2 separate regions of the Mus musculus genome follow, and region 2 is linked to region 1. Evidence: chromatin contacts called from public promoter capture Hi-C data. All regions are on one chromosome and are shown on one strand. The core of a region is the stretch at or near the end of the contact, and the rest is flanking DNA. Distances in the headings are between cores, read along the strand shown.

Region 1 (5,895 bases), core at 2,132-4,631:
TGAGGGGTAACAGCATCAAGCTGTCTATGATTGCAGAACAAGTAAAGTGTATTTGGCATCTGCTAATTAAAACTTTTACTGGCTACTTTTATGTCCATATGACATAAGCTGGAGTTCCCTGAGAAGAGGGAACCACGGTTGTGAAAATGCCTCCATGAGATTGAGCTGTAGGGGAGCAAGCAGACTAACGCACTTTTGTAATTATTGACTAATGTTGTGATCTTGTGGGAGAACCCAGCTCATTGTAGGTGGGGCCATCCCTGGGCTGGTGGTCCTGGGTTCTATTAAGAAATCAGGCTAAACAAGCCCTAAGAGCAAGCCAGTTAGAGGCACCTGTCCATGTCTATCAGCTCCTGCTGCCAGGTTCCTACCCTGCTTGAACTCCGGTCCTGACTTCTTTCAACAATGGACTGTGATGAAGAAGTATAAGCAAAACAAATCCTTTCCAGGGCTGTGGAGATGGCTCAGTGGCTAAGAGCATTGACTAGGCATCCAGAGTCCTGAGTTCAATTCCCAGCAACCACATGGTGGCTCACAACCATCTGTAATGGATTCTGATGCCCTCTTCTGGTGTGTCTGAAAACAGTGTACTCACATACATATGATAAATAAATCTTTAAAACAAAACAAAAAATGAAAGAAACAAACAAACAAACAAAAAAACCAAACAAATTCTTTCCTCACTTCAGGTTTTTTTTTTTTTTTTTTTTTTTTGGACATGGTGTTTCATCACAGCAATAGAAACTCTCAAATATTATTGATGATGCTTGGTTGTAAAATTTGACTCTCACTAGACTGCAAAATCATTGAGAACAATGGCTCTCTCTTACTCATAATTAGTATTTATATAAATGTTTTTGGAACTTTTGAATTAAAAAAGAGCCATTAATATTTTTTTATAAAATAAAAACATGATTTTCTAACAGGACAGCTTATTATTTTCTTTCTTTTTTTTTTTTTTTTAAAGATTTATTTATTTATTATATGTAAGTACACTGTAGCTGTCCTCAGACACTCCAGAAGAGGGCGTCAGATCTTGTTACAGATGGTTGTGAGCCACCATGTGGTTGCTGGGATTTGAACTCTGGACCTTCGGAAGAGCAGTCGGGTGCTCTTACCCACTGAGCCATCTCACCAGCCCTATTATTTTCTTTATAATGTATAGTATAACATACTATAAACTGTTTGTCAATCCTTCCTTTCTCCCATGTGGCTTCCGAAGACGGCGCCTTAGGTTGTCAGACTTAGAGGCAAATGCATTTACCTGCTGAGACATCACAGCAGTGCGTTGACTATATTTTGAACTCAGTTTACTCTATAGTGGATTTTAACTATCAATAAGGTAGTAGATTCAGCATCTAAGATTATACATTTTGTGAAGATCTTTTCCTTTCGTTTTATTTCAATACTCCAAATTTATAGAAAGATGCTGAGACCAAGGAGCCAGAGGTCCTTGGTAGACAGACAGATGAGAAAAGGGACTACCAGTCAGTAATAGAAAGACAAATTTCCGGTTTCTTTCATACTTTCACACTTGGCAGTGACACCCTCTCCACTCTTGATTGATATGTTGAAGGTGTTCAGATAAGGTCAAGACTGTCCCTGAACATGATTATCTGAATCTTTGGGGCAATTATCAGCCCCCCCCCTTTTTTTTTCCTAAGCTGACCACCATGAAATGAGAGAAGGGGGAACTATCTCAGGTCACCAAAACCCAGCTCTATGGATGAAAATCAGATCCTAGTATGAAGGTCTTCTTCAAATTTGTGGGGTTTCTTTCTCTGTACTTTGCTTGCTTATTATGTGTATGCCTGTTTCTTCACTTTCCATAAAGCTTGTCATTTAACCTTATACATATCTTTATCTATAAAGGATATCTGTACATATTCTTAGAAAAATGGGTTAGTCACAGTCCCATCGACAGACTGTGACATTAAAAATGACTCTAAAATCACTCAGAATTAAATGTAAAACATAAATAGAGTCCATTACTTTATTCAAAGAGCATGTATTTGATTGATCACTTTGTGTTTCATTAGTCTTGAGTGAGTCAAAAACTTGTATAATTTTCTTAAAACGTTTCTTTTTCTGCTATGTATTCTAAAGCATCTTTAACCATCTGAAGATGTTCAAAGAAAACTATTGAGGTTGTTGAAATCATTAGGTCTTTACATTTAGGTGGTAAATAGTTAAAACTACCTCTGGGCTTTCGTTCAGGATTTCAGTGGCTGTGCTGTATTTGGTAATTGCTACCCATTTGTTTTAACTATTAGACTGAGTGCTCTGTCTTGTATGGAGTTGTAATCAGGTCTTGACCAGTAATCAAGGCTGTAACTGGCACGTAACAGCTCAATTTTCTCAATAAATGTATGAGGGGAATTGAAATAGAATATCATACTATTTATCAACGCAAACACAACTTTTCTACATCACTCCTACTTGACTGTTCATTATCTTGAAATGAACTTGGATGGTTTGATTTTACATTACTCAAAGAAGAGCAGTGAGCACAGTAGAGCACTCACAGTGTTCATCACCTTAGCAGTCACAATAACCCGAGTTTAGTTTGCATGAAAGCACCGTTGCAAGATTAACGAAAGCTATATTAAATTACATTATAGTTAAAATTATTGACTTTCTTAAACACATGGATAGAACAATGAAGCTTAACATTTCCAAGACATTTGCAATAACTGACTAGATGCAAGCACTTGCCTTAATAAAGGGTCATTTACGTAGGAGAATGAGCTGTGCAGACCCCCCAGATATAATATTTGGTAATTTATCCTATACAATTGTTGAAACCTTTAACTATTAGCAAATTAGCACATTGTTAGTAAAGTCTACATAAGTGACTTCCGAATGCTTAGAATCTCCTTTGCATTTTAATTTCTGAGAAATTTCAGTACGTGAGGCAAAAAATTACTTAAAATCCTAGATGAAGATATGACAGGTGGACAAATGAGAAACATAGCGCTTCCTCCCGCAGGAAGCAAAGATTTTAAAACCATCTTTGGAAACAAGCCAACAAATGAACCCAAAGAATCTGTTTTCCCGACTGTTCCCATGTAGGACAGGAGTTGGCACAACAGAAGCTTTCCTGAAACTTTTCCTTTTTTTCAAGCCCCGTGAGTCTCTCCTTAGAAACCAAATCAGCCTTTCAGGAGAGGAGCTGCAGGCAGTCCTAGACTATTTTGAACTATTTTGCAGAAGAAAGGAAGATGCAGGAAACACCTGCCTAGTCCAGCCAAACCGGCTAACCGCTCCTCGCCGAGCCCGCCCGAGCCCGCCGGAGCCCCTCCCAAGCCCCTCCGAGGAGAGTGGCGCAGAGGCTTCTGGGACTTGTGGTCTCCGCGGGCCTCCCTCTTGATTGGCACTGGAAGAAAGCCGGGAGGAGTGGCGCTCTGGGCTCTGGCGCCTACCTGCGGGCTGCGCTTGCATCAGCGTGCATGGCCGGGAATACTGGCCCCCGAGCTTCCCCCGCCGCCTGAGGGCGTCCTTCCTTCTCAGGAACCCCAGGCTTGTGTAGCATCTGCCTGCTCTCTGTACTCTCGGGCCCCGGGTCCCCTCAAGCAGCGCACGCTCTCAGGTGCTGTGGCTTGGGGTTCCTTGTCGCGCCCTTTGCGGAGGTAGGTCGCCTCACGCGTGGGGAGGGGCATTTCTTTACCTGATAAGTAGGTCGCGCCTGGAGCCTCAGAAACTTGGGCGGGCAAAGCGTGTGTTCTGTGGTGTGTTCTACACCTTAGAGTCTGTGCAAGCCTGCCTTCACTCTAGAGGTGGCTTCTGAGGTTTCCTGGAGGAAAGGGTGGTTTTGGGGGACCGTAGGCACTTGTTGATCTGATCTTTTATTGAGCAAGTACACACCCAGAGGAACTGCAGAAAGTGTTGGGGGTGTTAAAAGTGGGACGGGTGCGGTTTTCTTGGGATCTGACAAGCATGTGCTGGTACATGAGGTAGAGATAAAAATCATTCTTGGAAGAGCTAGGTTGTGGTGAGATATGCAACAGATCAGAGGAGCAGGGCCAGAAGTGGAGTCTCCATTACGGAGGAAGAAGCCAGTGAGGGTTTGGTGAATCTGGAATGTCCAAAGTAGCAGAAAGTCAATAATTTGAAGTGAATTAAATAAAGCCTTGAATAGCTTTATAGTCTGCAATTACATATTTAGAGGATTAAAGTCCCACCAGGAACCACAGAAAATACATTAGTATGTCGATATTCACAGAATATAAATATGAAATTCATAAGAATTTCATAACTTGGATTCTTCATCAACTGGAATTTATTATTTTTTTTTCTGTATCTTTTGGATTTTTGAGACAAGGTTTCACTTTGTAGGATGGCCTTGCCTCCTGCTCTCAAGACTAATGGCAATATGTATGCCTCAGACTTGCAAATGCTGGGATTAAAATGTGAACCACCAAGTCTGAATATATCAGGTTACTTCCAATTAGCAAACTTTTTATCAAATTCATTACATACATTCTGATCAATTTTGGCTTGTTTATATTACTTTTTCCTGCTTAGAATTATATGATTTTTGGTATATCTTGTGACTACAGTAATGACATTCACAAATTGACATCCACTATTTTACTTTCCATTGTTATAGCTTACAGCTTCTGTGAGGGCCTTAGGTTAAACACAATGTCTTTGTATATGTCAGTAAACCACAAAATTTACAATTCAGTCGTAAAATTTGGACATGAAGACCAGGAGCACAGATTTGTGACTGAGTATTTTTTTAAAATTTTTTTTTTCATGAAAGTAGCAATGTTTGGAATCAGATATTTGAAACCAATATTATGGAATTCTTGTTAAAAACATAGTATTAATTTATCCCATGGTTTATTATATCAAAGAAATTAGAAGTCTAGTGTATTCTAGGTTTCATGATATATGTGAATGGCAGGTATATGTTAAGTTCTGCTGTATGAAAATACTTGAAGCCAAAAGTCACAGCGCCAATTTAATAGGCATATTAACCCAAATCATTTGAAGCATTCGTGAGATAAACATACTTAATGATTGTATTGTGCATAATGTTTTGAAGGATTTGAGATTTAGAAAGCTAAAGGGTTATAAAGACAGAAGATGTTAATGTGCTGAAGAGAAAGTAGGTACGTTTTTAGACACTGGGATGTAATCAGGGCAGCATCACTAAGTGTTTTAAGAATAGGTTTAGAGTGTCAGCTACAGCAACGGGAAGAAATAGCATTGAGGATTTGTCAGTTTTGTCACTTGTAACAATGGCAAGAACACTCAGGTACTGTGGGAGTATTGAAAACTCCCCTTTAAAAAAATCTAATAATTTTAAAGATTTTGTAAATGTACATTTTATCTAAGCACACTTCACTTCATACCTCTTTACTGTTCCTTTTCATGTCCTGCCCCCTCTCACTAGTATGCTTTGCTCTCCTAGACAGTTTTAGTTCTGCTTCATGTCATATGTTTACACATGACTGTATCTCTATAAAGTCTAGGAGCCACCATGGATAAGACAAAACACATGCTCGTTGTCTTTCAGACGCTAACTAAATTGCTTTAAAATGACCATCTCCAGTTGCATTAACTTTCCAACAAATACACAGTTTTTATCCTTCTTTATGGTTAAAAAAAATCTCATTCTGTATATGTAACACATCTTCCTTATCCTTTCCTCTGCTGTGAACACTGCATTGGTCCAAAATTTGATTATTGTGAAGAGTGCTTTGATAAACACTGTTGTGAGAGAGGATCAATGTTTACTTTTGGAGGAACTTCCACTCTGACTTCCATAGTGGCTGAACTCATTTACATGTGAGCAGACTTGGGTGTCTGAGGGTCCCTTTTTGTCCACTCCCTCACTATCACTTCTGTTATTTGTTGTTTTGTGACTATCATTCTGACAGTGGTTAA
Region 2 (6,723 bases), core at 353-2,852, 850 kb after region 1:
GTTCTTTAGTTGTTCCAAAGGATAGATGGAACTTACATAACAGTCTATGTGGTAGCTAATATTTCTGAGACTCCCACAGACCCATAAAGCAAAACACAAAAACAGCCAAACTGAGCTCAAAGCATCCTATTAAACAAGAAGAATAAATTAAATATTTTACTTATAACATACAAAGGGGGAAAGCTAGGGAATACAAATATATGGAAAGAAAGAAAGTAAAGACAAAGTCCTGTTATTTTTTAATAAGTGAATATGGGATGACAGAAAATACAGCTGATACCTAATGTAAAATTAATGTTCAAGTGTAAGATAAAAATATTATTAGCACATTAGATCATCCTAGCTTGTTTTGTAAAGATAAAATATAGGTATATATAAAGAATAATATGTAAGTTATATTAATATGTATAAGCTATGTAATGTGTAAATAGTATGTAATGGTATGTAAATATGTAAATAATTGTGATATTAACAAGGAATATCACATCACTGAAGAAATGACATCATTCTTAATTATGACAGACAAGCTGAGGAGAAAGGGAGCAATTTAAGTGCAGACCTCATCATCACAAGGGCTGTATAAGCCATCCCAACAGTACAGTAAAACAACATTAATTAAGAACCATATTTAAAACAGTAAAAAAAAAAAAAAAAAAAAAAGGCCAGCTATATAAAGAAAAGAAAAGGCTATTTCAGCAGCAAGCAAGCTGAATAAAGAGGAAATTCCCAGAAAGCAGACATTCAATGAACTGTAGTTACAGTAGAAGGAATTGCTACACACTGGAAACCAATAGGGCCTTTCCATTCCTGTGGTCTCTGAAATAGATGTTTAAGAGGGGACTGAGAGTTCAAGGCTTCACAATAGCAGAGATGGGGGGAGGGGTGGGAGAAGATGGAGGGGGAGGGGGAGGGAGAGGGAGAATAATGAAGGGAGCAAAACTTGAAGGGGCAAAGACAAAGAGACCTGGACCTTAGTACATACAACACTGGTTCCCTCTAAGAAAGCATTCCTCCCCTAGCTGACTGTAGACTCACGTCCTCTGAGGACTGGTTAACAAAGAGGAAATTTCCAATGTTTTTGCTGTTTGTTTTTGTTTTGTCTTTAGCACTGCACCGCAGTGAATATGGAAGAAAGAGATATTTAAAAGGAAGCCATTTCCAAACTGCACTGCCCTTCATTTCTATGAGGCTGATCCTGCTGACTGCTTGACACACAGGCTGGAGAAATCAGGGCGAAAGGCTCTCTGGTTGGGATGTGGTAGCCCATCCATCCTCAGCTTTATTTGAATGTGCAAATTCTGAAGTCCCCAGTCACTGAGACGGAATACAGTTTTTGCCTTTCAAAACAAGATCAAGCCAGAGTTTTATGTCCCCCCTAGGATTCCCAGAGTCTTAGAGCCAGGACACTCAGAACACTGAAGAAAGAGAAACTGAAAAGGCTGGGCCTGGCACAGTTTCACGGTCTAATTAAGGTGGAGGCAGGAAGCGAGTCTAAGATTCTGAGCGTTTTCTTCATAAAAATTTGCTTAGGAAGGTGATTGTGCTCTCAGGTCTGCCCAGCACATCTGGTAGGAAAGAACAGCCACCTCTATTTGCATCCTATGAACAAGTTCAAAACCTAACGTGCAGTTTGGGACGGACCAAAGAAAAGGAACCAACAGCTGACTGACTGAAACCTTCTCTATAATTAGCAAGTAATCGTATATAGAGGAGAGACGAATCATGCCATAGAGAGGACGTTTTTAAGAGACAGGTGCGGAAAGAGATGCAGAAATTACTGAGCAGGAAACAGTTCCTTGGAGACCACGGGTGTGATATGCCAGAGTGGGGTCAAGACAGAAGGTCTCTGACAGAGGTGAGGACTGAGAGAACAGAAAACAGTGTGGCGCAGAGACGAGGGGAACACAGGCACGTTCTTCTCTGTTAGCTCAGGGGCTATGAACAGACCTGCAAACTCCAGGCAAGATGGTCAGAAGTCCTTCAACTATGCTGACATTTCCTGCAAGTTCTGAGCTAACGAGCCCTACCTAAGATGGAGACTGCCCCTCAGGCAAGCGGTTGGAAGGAAGGAAACATCAGTATGTGTGAACCATAAAGGAAAAAAAAAAAAAAAAACCACACATTTACCTTCAGAAATTTCTAACCTAAGAATAGAATTCTTTTCAAATTGTTAATTAGGTTTGGCTTTAGATAATACTGCTTGAAGATAGCAAGACCTTTAATTCCGGAATCCTCAGGTTCTAATAGAAGCCAGTGGTTGGATGCCTTTTGTGGAACCTCGAATCTTTAGATCAAGATATGATTTGACAAGGTAAGTCTGTTAGCAGCAGGATTTACCCTACAGTGCAGATCACAGGCAGACTAATGCACTGCCTGTCTCCCTGACAAATGCATTCTTACTTCTGATGCTTGGTTGACACTTCATGGGTGTTGAATCCTTCTTCTTTCAGTAATTAGCCTAGGGAGAACAATTACAAGATCTGTACACCACAATCCCTACCCCTCCTAACTCCTTTGAAGACCTTGCTAATCAATCTCCATGTTCTCTGCTGCCTGAGGCAGGACTCAACCTCATAACGCCATTCCACGAGCCAGAAGCTGGCACGGGAGGAAATAGCTGCTCTCTACCTGTAAGCTGTTTCATCATTTTCTTGATGTCTTACTCAAAAATTAGCAATTGGTAATTATACTCCAGCCAAATATAATCGCTGGGGCTGGGGGCAGTGTGATGGGTAGACTAGAAAATGTAGATCAAAGAGGAATTCTTTTCTATGACTGTGGAAAATCTGAGTGAAGGATCATGCCATGATGCACAAGTTCATAAGTGTGCAGGAAGCAATGCTTTGGTAACTTTGCTCTCGGGCTTTTGAAAGCAGACACTCTTGTTCTCACACTGCCAGCAGGAGCTCCGGATTTCTCATCTTAACTTAAGGCCAAGCAGCTCTCCCATTATCCCGTTAGCCCATTATCCCGCTGGACCACTAGGCTGGGGCAGCTCTCCCTTTATCCTGCTGGGCTAGATGGGATTGCCTTCGTTCTTTTCCCAGAATTTCTGCTGTGAAAATTTGAGTTGAAATCAAAAGTGTTTCGCCACTTGGAGTGAACAACCTTAGAATAACTCTATAAACAAATATTCATTCATATGTCTAAAAATATATATTTGCTTTCAAAATCATTTTACTATGGAAAAAAATCATTTCAGTGCAAGCTATGTTAATTGTATTTTAGTTTATGAAAGCTGGTCTTTGCCACCAAAGACTGACCTCAAAGACATCATTGAGCTCTACTATAGAAATTTATTTCCCCCCTCCCCCCAAAAAAATTAGTGAGACTTTCTCAAAATGCAACCTGCTCTCTGAATGAATTAATATAGGTAGTGTATACCAATAGCACTCTAGTTCTGGATTTCTCAGATTTTAACTGCAAAAGTTGTTGTCCATACTTATGACTAGCATATATTTTATTAGGATGCCTCAAATTCTAGGAGATTTCACAAAAATACAATCTCTGAATTAACATAAGCAAACCCTAGTGCAGAAGACCACACAGAAGCAATGAAATCAATTTTAGACAGCCTTGACTTTTACCTTATACGTTGCATGCAAGTCTTCCCTTGAGGTTTCTTTAACATTATAAATTATTGCCTGTAAAAATGCTAGGTCAGAGCATCCAGCTTATAGGAATACTAGTTCTTTTAAACAAATTGATCGTACTCCACTCAAAAGGTCTGCTCTATTTTTCTGCCATCTATTTTAAAGTTCATAGCTTTAATTTGGAAGATTAATAACAAAGTTGACAACAGTTTCCATGTCAATGTGTCTTTTCTCACAAACATGTTTGGGAGTAGGACATCAGGGCCTGGAGTGATAGCTCAGCAACTAAGAACACTTGCTGCTCTTCCAAGAGACCCAAGTTCGAGTCCTAACACCCTCTTCTGACATCCCCAGGCACAAAGCATGTACGTAATACACAGACATACATGCAGGCAAAACACCCATACACCTAAAATAAGAATTTAAAACAATGAAGTTTTGAGTCAGAAGTATGTGATCATGTTATCATTTACTAAAACACACACTAAAATATTTTCTGTCAAACATAATTTGACCAAATGGGGAGCAATGTAGCCAGAGATAAGCATTCAAAATGCAGCAATCAAAATGATCAGCTAACATTCAAATGCTACTCAAACACTGCACAGTTTCAACAATTGTTAGCTAAGATAAGACCATGTGGTATTTGCTAAGTAAACACCATGAAATTTAATTGCACTGTTTGCATCATTGATCTTAAAAGTATCTAATCATTGTTGGGGACATTCTCTAGCAGGACAAATAAAACATTACTTTCCAAGATTTGTTTATTTGGTGTTCTTTCCAAAACACATGGCAGCATATGCACTACTGGCAAAACTGAAGGTAAATGGAGCTGGTAAGTACCTTCTTCAGAGGCAGGAGTTCTGTGTAGATAAGGCCCAGACCTTCAGCTTCACTGTAGCTACCTTTGTAACCATAGCAAGTCCTTACATGTTTCTAAAACGGAAGCCCTCCCTCTACCATTAGAAAGCATACTGCCCCCACCTCTTGGAATCTTAGTAAGCACTATCATAGCCCTATAATGAGAGTCAGCCACAGAGGTAAGAGATAAAGAATATCAACAGTAGCAGAACAACTTCTTCATTATTTATCTCAACTTTATCCTATCAAACATTTCCTGTAAAAGAAAATTTTAGACTCAAAAGACCATGTGACGGTTTAAGTAAGAGTGGCCCACATAGACTCAGCTATTTAAATGCTTAGACGTCAGAGAGGGACACTACTTGAAAAGAATAAGGAGATGTGGCTTTGTTAAAGACTATGCAGGGGCCTAGCAAACACAGAAGTAGATGCTCACAGTCAGCTATTGGATGGATCACAGGGCCCCCAATGGAGGAGCTAGAGAAAGTACCCAAGGAGCTAAAGGGATCTGCAACCCTATAGGTAGAACAACATTATGAACTAACCAGTAACCCCCAGAGCTCGTGTCTCTAGCTGCATATGTATCCTAGTCGGCCATCACTGGAAAGAGAGGCCCATTGGACATGCAAACTTTATATGCCCCAGTACAGGGGAACGCCAGGGCCAAAAAGTGGGAGTGGGTGGGTAGGGGAGTGGGGGGGAGGGTATGGGGGAGTTTTGAGATAGCATTGGAAATGTAAATGAGGAAAATACCTAATAAAAAATGTTTTAAAAAAGAAAGAAAGTGTTGTTAGAGGAAGTGTGTCACTGGGGTTGGGCTTTGAGATTTCAAAAGGTCAAGCCAGGCCCAGTGCCAATCTCTCTTTTCCTGCTACCTATGAATCCAGATGTAGCCCTGTCAGCCAATTCTCCAACAAAGTATCTGCCGGGATGCTGCCATGCTCCATGCTGTGATGATAATGGACCAAACCTCTGAAACTGTAAGTCAGCACCAATCAAATGCCTTCTTTTGTAAGAGTTTCCAAGGTCATGGTATCTCTTCACAGCAATAGAACACTAACTAAAATAGATGATCTATTCCCGTTAATAGGGAAGCCTTGTTGTAGGGAAGACAAATTAGCGAGGAGGTTGAACAACACATAGGCAAAAGGTGATAGACAAAATGGAGAGTTTTTTTTAGTTTACTTAATCTGCAAATCTTTCTTTGCAGTCAGTTCAAAGGTCCTTTAAATTACAAGTACTCATAACCTATCCAGAGTCAAAGCTCAAGGCACAGCTTGAAGAAGGAAATAACATGAAATCACATAGATGCATTCCCTAGAATGGACTTGAAACTAAGGCCATTATCTTTGAAAGCCTTTATTTGGTGTGTTTGGTCTTTTATGTAAGCATCCTCAAGACCTATGGATAATCTGCCAATCTCAGTGCCTGACTGAGACAGTTAGAGAAGACAACTCACACAGCATCTCAGGGTAATAGGGGTATAGTTTCAGAACCTTCTTAGATAAATAGCCACAGATAATAACTTTACTTCTTTGAACTTTAATAACATTTTAATTGAAAGAAAACATCATTTGAATAAACCATTTCCGAATATAAAGCTTAATTTGTCCATAACAGCTCCTAACCTTGGCAAAACTGGAACTAAGAGGTATCTCCTGCGTTAGACAACTAAGTCTATCTTAGATTCAGATGAACCAAAATAGACTTAATGCTATTTCACTAATACATTATCATTTCCATTCATTCATACTGTATGACAAGGAAGTAACAATTCCATTTTTAAGTAAGGTAATAGAAGCTTATCACCTAAAGCTTATGGCTAACTATCTGTCTAGCTATGAGAGCATTTAAGGCTCTCATAACCACTGTAGCCTCTTTCCTAGTTGAGATTTTCCATCATCCTCTCACTGGATACTAAAATTGATATAACTGATGTCCTCTTGTAGTGATGCCCTTTCCTTTCTGCTGTGTCTTCTTGACTCTGAAATCAAGATACAAGGATGGTGACAATTAAGGCATTTTGCTTTTGCATGGTCTTCTTTTTTATTGGATATTTTCTTTATTTACATTTCAAATGTTATTCCCTCTCCAGGTCTACCCCCCAGAAAGCCCCGATCCTATCCCCCATCCCCCTGTTTCTATTAGGGTGCTCCCCACCCATCCACCCACTCCCACCTTCCCACTCTGGCATTGCCCTACACTGGGGCATCCAGACTTCTCAGGACCAAGAGCTTCTACTCCTATTGATGTCTGACAAGGCCAT

Evidence for each region. Promoter capture Hi-C pulls out the DNA fragments that hold promoters and counts their contacts.
Region 2: a promoter capture Hi-C map of the HPC-7 cell line shows a contact between it and region 1, with 4 times the contacts expected there. The contact joins the enhancer-like site here to the promoter of Mei4 in region 1. A contact is called at or near these places in 7 of 39 promoter capture datasets (the 3T3-L1 cell line, 3T3-L1-derived adipocytes, the HPC-7 cell line and 4 more).

What each region holds. Positions count from the first base shown.
Region 1 is chr9:81,860,289-81,866,183 of GRCm38.p6, forward strand. It overlaps Mei4 (meiotic double-stranded break formation protein 4), which reads left to right and starts at 3,382. Exons shown (of 5, transcript NM_175213.4): 1 at 3,382-3,629.
Region 2 is chr9:82,708,774-82,715,496 of GRCm38.p6, forward strand. No RefSeq gene overlaps it. Among named protein-coding and RNA genes, the nearest start is that of Irak1bp1, 120 kb to the right of the region's middle. Within about 2 kb of position 1,603, at least 12 of the 459 cell types and tissues checked have an H3K27ac peak or open chromatin away from gene starts, as enhancers often do.